Regions from separate parts of the Mus musculus genome. Here region 1 is linked to region 2. A link is a contact called in public Hi-C data. All regions are on one chromosome and are shown on one strand. Each heading gives the region's core, a stretch centred on a gene start, on an enhancer-like site or on the middle of the called end of the contact. The rest is flanking DNA. Distances are from core to core; before and after follow the strand shown. Region 1 overlaps Gm41042 (a long non-coding RNA gene). Region 2 has its middle 64 kb from the start of Gm41042.

Evidence for each region. A called contact is a pair of places that touch in the nucleus more often than the background predicts.
Region 1: a Hi-C map of the N1E-115 cell line shows a contact between it and region 2, with 5 times the contacts expected there. The contact joins two enhancer-like sites. A contact is called at or near these places in 2 of 39 promoter capture datasets (hippocampal neurons and liver) and 2 of 484 Hi-C or Micro-C datasets (the N1E-115 cell line and nephron progenitors).

The regions. Positions count from the first base shown.
Region 1 is chr13:101,061,010-101,063,795 of GRCm38.p6, reverse strand. All of the region lies in intron 2 of Gm41042 (a long non-coding RNA gene), which reads right to left. Among named protein-coding and RNA genes, the nearest start is that of Gm41042, 65 kb to the right of the region's middle. Within about 2 kb of position 1,420, at least 24 of the 459 cell types and tissues checked have an H3K27ac peak or open chromatin away from gene starts, as enhancers often do. A contact at or near this core is called in the N1E-115 cell line, where this site is marked.
Region 2 is chr13:100,932,137-100,935,082 of GRCm38.p6, reverse strand. No RefSeq gene overlaps it. Among named protein-coding and RNA genes, the nearest start is that of Gm41042, 64 kb to the left of the region's middle. Within about 2 kb of position 1,567, at least 5 of the 459 cell types and tissues checked have an H3K27ac peak or open chromatin away from gene starts, as enhancers often do. A contact at or near this core is called in the N1E-115 cell line, where this site is marked.

The DNA of each region.
Region 1 (2,786 bases), core at 171-2,670, 130 kb before region 2:
ATGGTGATTGCTCACGGCACGGCTCTCCACAGATATGCCCACTGAGAGGGTATGCCTAGTCTTGCAGAGAGGTGATGTGCCAGAGTAGGGAGATACCTAGCTCCCCCTTCTCAAAGAAGAAGGTAGTGAGGAGGGGAAGGGCTATGGGAGGGGCAGTGAGTGGAATGTAAAGTGAATACATAAAAAAATTTTAAAGAATAATAATAATAAATGAAAAAGAAAAAAAAAGAGTGTGAGAAGTGGTATCCATCTTTATTTGGATGACAACTCACTGTGTGTATATTGCTGTTTGTATGTATACAAATCTAGTGAGTTGTGCAAATAAGACACAAACTTAACACCGTGTGTGTGTGTGTGTGTGTGTGTGTGTGTGTGTGTGTGTGTATTTAAAAGAATGTTTTCTGAGCATTTCCCATTAACCTGGGCCTGGACGATAGCTGATGAACAAGGTAAGCATGGTCCTTCCCCAGTGGAAAGCTACCCTAAGGCCAGCTCAGTGTGTCTGCTCAGTGCCTGAACTCATCTCTCTTTTGTGCACTACTTAATTTGCACACTATTAACTGTTGTTCAGGGCAACAATGGTAGTTCACATTTCTTTGGCAAACACATTTTGTGGCTTCTTTTTTTTTTTAATGCAGGGCCATCATAATGCCTCATTATGGAGAAATCCTAGAATCTTTTCCTCCCTCCAGCAGATAAACTATAGGCACTTTCATCCTGCAGATTTCAGAATTGATTCTCTGTGCTGCCCTCATTCCCAATATCCCACGGAGATGGGCACTAAAATCCAGAGCAATGAACACACCTATGAAAAATGATGCTTTCAAAACTGCCTCGTGGTGCAGTAAATTTGAAAGTACTCTTAATAATAAGAAGAATCAACATTGACTTTAATAGTCTTCAAACCCATCGCGTAATTTCATTAGCCACCCAGCACAGATGCGAGCAGGGATGATGTCATACATTTTCCCCTTGCTCTGAAACCTGAGTCAGGCGCCAGAGATGGAAAACCGGCTTTGCAGACTCTAACAGGATTAAAGCTTCTGGCCACTGCTGATCAATCGATGGTAGCTGGAGGAATCCAGCCCTGTGCACAGACCTCTCCAGCCCTTCCCTGGGCACAGACAGCCTCACTCAAGTGGAAGGGGGACTCGGGTGGTTGTTTTCTGCAGATGAGGAAGGTCAAGATGATATATCCAAAGGCTCTGAGTTGTTTGCCATTTTCTCTAGGACTCTGTTCTGGAGAGAGGTGGTTTATCATGTATGCTGTGGCCTTCCACAGTGGGGACTTTAGTTGGCTCACACAGCCACCGTATACAATTACCAATTTCAACTGTGGACTCTAGAATCAGACATAGCCTGGTTGAAACCTACCACATCCACTGGCCCCTTAAACAGGCTCAAACAGGTGAGCCTACCTCTGTGAGAGTCAGTTTGCTCACTCATAAAAGAAGGATAAGGGTGCTGACCTTGCAGAGGTATAGTGAGCACAAGGAAAGTGCACTTGGGATAAGACCTGTAACAGATCCTGGTCTCCATGAGACTCGGCTCAGCAGTGGAAGCTGCTACTTAGAAGACATGATAAGCTCTGATCAGTAGCTACCATTTTCTAAAATCCTGAAAATTCTAAAATTTCCCCTAACCATTAGAGAAGAAAAGAGGTTTTGGTTTTTGTTTGTGTTGTTGTTGTTGTTGTTGTTGTTGTATGGTTTGTGGGTTTTGTGTTGCTGCTGCTTGAACTCCTTTGGTTTCTTGTACATTTTGCCTTTGTCATCTCAACATAGTTCAGTGTTTCCAGCCTTTCGATCTTAGCACAAACAGAGAGTAAGGGCCTAGACGGACTTATTACAACCTCCAAGCTTCTCTAATGAGAATTTCAATAACATGGCAAAACACAATGACCTCATCATCCCAATGTAGCAGCGGTTTAAAAAAAAAAAAAATCAATGCTCCTTAAAAAGCTTGACAGTCAATCAAGGTCTAACCAGATATCTGCGAAAGTCAAACAGGTCCTTATTAAAATAAATAAATAAATAAATAAATCGCAAGCCCGGTTCACCTAGGGAGCTCATTAGAGCTTCACAGCAGCGTCCCCTGAGAGAGGCTGGGCGTTTTCATGTTTTCGTTGGCCAAGGGTTTTTTTTTGTTTGTTTGTTCTTGTTTTTGTTTTGTTTTTCAAATATGGAATCCCAGGGAGATCAGGGGCTATACATCTCCCCGGCAGCTGTCTCCAAAGCTCTTTTATTGGTTGTGGGTCCTCCTCGGCATTACCAGGGAAAACAGTCCACACATCAATGTTATTCTTCCCTCCCAGGGTGACACAGCCCGTCTCCCAGCGAAAGTGCATGCAGCTTTAGTCCAGAGTAAGCTATTGAAAGAGCTATAAACACGTTTTATTTTTATTGCCTATACATAGTACTGCAGGGGTTGCAGGGAGCCTAATTTTAAGATAATGCATTTCTTCTCTATGAGCCTTTTCCTAAAGCCTCGTAACTCAAATGTTAATGTGAGACCATTTTCTTTCTCTGAGCTCAGGTCATTTTAAGAAATAACACCTGCCAGGGATCAGCCATTCTTCATGGCATTGGAGATGCGATAATGGGTAAGAAAGGCGAAGGCCTGCCCTTCCCCTTCCCGAGCAGCCTGTGCCACCCACAACCACAGATACCCCCAACTCCTAAACCGGCATCTGTCAAACAGAGCAGCAGAGTAATGGAGTTAAATTCTTCACTTTTAGCACTGAAGAGAAACTGACACTCAAGAACAACCGGTCTACACTAGAAACG
Region 2 (2,946 bases), core at 318-2,817:
AGATTTTATTGAAAGGACCCAGATGTAGCTGTCTCTTGTGAGACTATGCTGGGGCCTAGCAAACACAGAAGTGGATGCTCACAGTCAGCTAATGGATGGATCATAGGGCTCCCAATGGAGGAGCTAGAGAAAGTACCCAAGGAGCTAAAGGGAACTACAACCCCATAGGTGGAACAACATTATGAACTCACCAGTACCCCGGAGCTCTTGACTCTAGCTGCATATATATCAAAAGATGGCCTAGTCGGCCATCACTGGAAAGAGAGGCCCATTGGACTTGCAAACTTTATATGCCCCAGTACAGGGGAACACCAGGGCCAAAAAGGGGGAGTGGGTGGGCAGGGGAGTGGGGGTGGGTGGATATGGGGGACTTTTGGTATAGCATTGGAAATGTAAATGAGTTAAATACCTAATAAAAATGGAAAATAAATAAATAAATAAATAAGGCTGCTATGAACATAGTGGAGCATGTGTCCTTCTTACCGGTTGGGACATCTTCTGGATATATGCCCAGGAGAGGTATTGCTGGATCCTCCGGTAGTACTATGTCCAATTTTCTGAGGAACCGCCAGACTGATTTCCAGAGTGGTTGACACCCATGGAAGGAATTACAGAGACAAAGTTTGGAGCTGAGATGAAAGGATGGACCATCTAGAGACTGCCATATCCAGGGATCCACCCCATAATCAGCTTCCAAACGCTGATACCATTGCATACACTAGCAAGATTTTATCGAAAGGACCCAGATGTAGCTGTCTCTTGTGAGACTATGCCGGGGCCTAGCAAACACAGAAGTGGATGCTCACAGTCAGCTATTGGATGGATCACAGGGCCCCCAATGGAGGAGCTAGAGAAAGTACCCAAGGAGCTAAAGGGATCTGCAACCCTATAGGTGGAACAACATTATGAACTAACCAGTAACCTTGAGCTCTTGACTCTAGCTGCATATGTATCAAAAGATGGCCTAGTCGGCCATCACTGGAAAGAGAGGCCCATTGAACAAGCAAACTTTATATGCCCCAGTACAGGGGAACGCCAGGGCCAAAAAATGGGAGTGGGTGGGTAGGGAAGTGGGGGGACGGTATGGGGGACTTTTGGGATAGCATTGGAAATGTAATTGAGGAAAATATGTAATAAAAATATTTAAAAAAAAAAAAAAAGGAAACAGTTCCCTCAGATTCTACATACACAGCGTCCACTCTGAACCCAGAGCCCGACATGCCTGCACGTCACTTAAAATTGCATAATTTTTACAATTGCTTACCTTCCCTTCTTTTCCATCCCCTTCCCACATAGCTCAGTCATGTGCCTGCCTTCTGTGGGAAGGGAACCAGCATCCCATGCTTCACCATGCGTTTAATGGTCTCATTTCTATACCCAGGGCAAAGGCAACAGTTCCAACTACCTGGCATCCTTTAAGCATCTAGAATCCTTACAGGAAAGCCCAGCTTTCTAGATAGTCAAATCCTACTCTTGCTGGCATTGAAACGTCTATGTCGCTCACAGTTATAACGGAAATTCATTTCCACCAGCGTCTGTGCCCTCTGCTTTCCTAACCAGATTCTGCCACACTGATGATGACTCATGCAGAGTAAGGCTTTCGTGATTTATCTTCTCCCCTGGCTGCCGGTCTGTTTCGGTTTCTCAAGCATTTGCCTCCTTCCTTCAAGCCTGTTCCTCCAGAAGATAAGGAAGACCACCAGAGTACACGCTGACAAATTAGAGAGTTCATCCAGAGTTGACACAGTGTAGAGATAAAGACAATTCCACACATATGAAAAGGGCATAATGTGGGGGAAACAGATGCAGAGAAGCACAGCCAAACCTTAAGTGGAGCTTGGAGAATCCTGCAGAAGAAGGGTTGGAAGGGTTGGAGGAGCCAGAGAGGTCAAGGTCAACACAAGAAAACCTAAGAATCAACTAACCTGGGCCCATAAGGGTTCACTGAGACTGAACCATGCTCTCTGGTTAGAGAGTATGCGTGGAAAGAGGGGGAGGGGAGAGGAAGGGACTGAGAGGAGAGGACGGAGGGGAAGCTGTGGCTGAGATGTAAAGTTAATTAATTAAATAGTTCCTTAATTAGTTGATAGAAAACAAGAAAGGGCATAATGTATTATGAAGGGATTCAGGACTGGGATGTGGCTCAGTGGTCGAGGAGATGTCTAACATGCACATGAAAGGTTGGGTCCCATCCCAACTACTGGGAAAGAAGAGTTAATGTGCCATTCATCTACTTTGGTCCTCTTTTTTTGTAGCATTTTTTAGTTTTTATATCTTTGCTTGTTTGTTTATAGAAGAAACAGTTTATGTTGGCTTACAGTTTTGCAGAGGAGAGTCCATTTGGGTGGTACGGTAGGGAGACAGGGCAACAATAGAAAATGGTGGCAGGAAGCAGAAACAGCAAACTGGGAATGGGTGACGCTATAAACTCTCAGAGCCCTCCCCTGCCCCACTCTACCCCGTGGTGGTTGCTATACATCCTCCAGTAAGGCTCCGCCTCTTAAGGGCTCAGTAACCTCGCCAAGCAATGCCACCAAATGGAATCCGAGTATTAAAATACCTGGGCCTGTGAGTCACAGGTCTCTGTTTTAGTGATCACTGTGGCTGAAAGGGAAAAAAACGTTGCTGTGAAATACAGATCCAGGATTCGAGGGATCCCCAAAAGCCTTCTTTTTGAAGTACTAAATTGTTTTCCTTAGCGTCTCCAGATCTATTTGTTCACCCATCTCACAAGAACTCATGCTTACTTAACACTCCGTAAGGCTGACAGCATCTGCTCAAGCCTTGTGCTATGCCTGGTCCCCAGCATGGTCCACACAGCCCTTCCCTTTGCTTCGTTTCTGCTCCCTGTCCAGCAATAATCAGAGAGCCTCTGGAACGCTGGCATGAGAATTCTCCCCAACAAACAAAATTGTGGACAGTATGTCCTTTAAAATATTGTCTAAA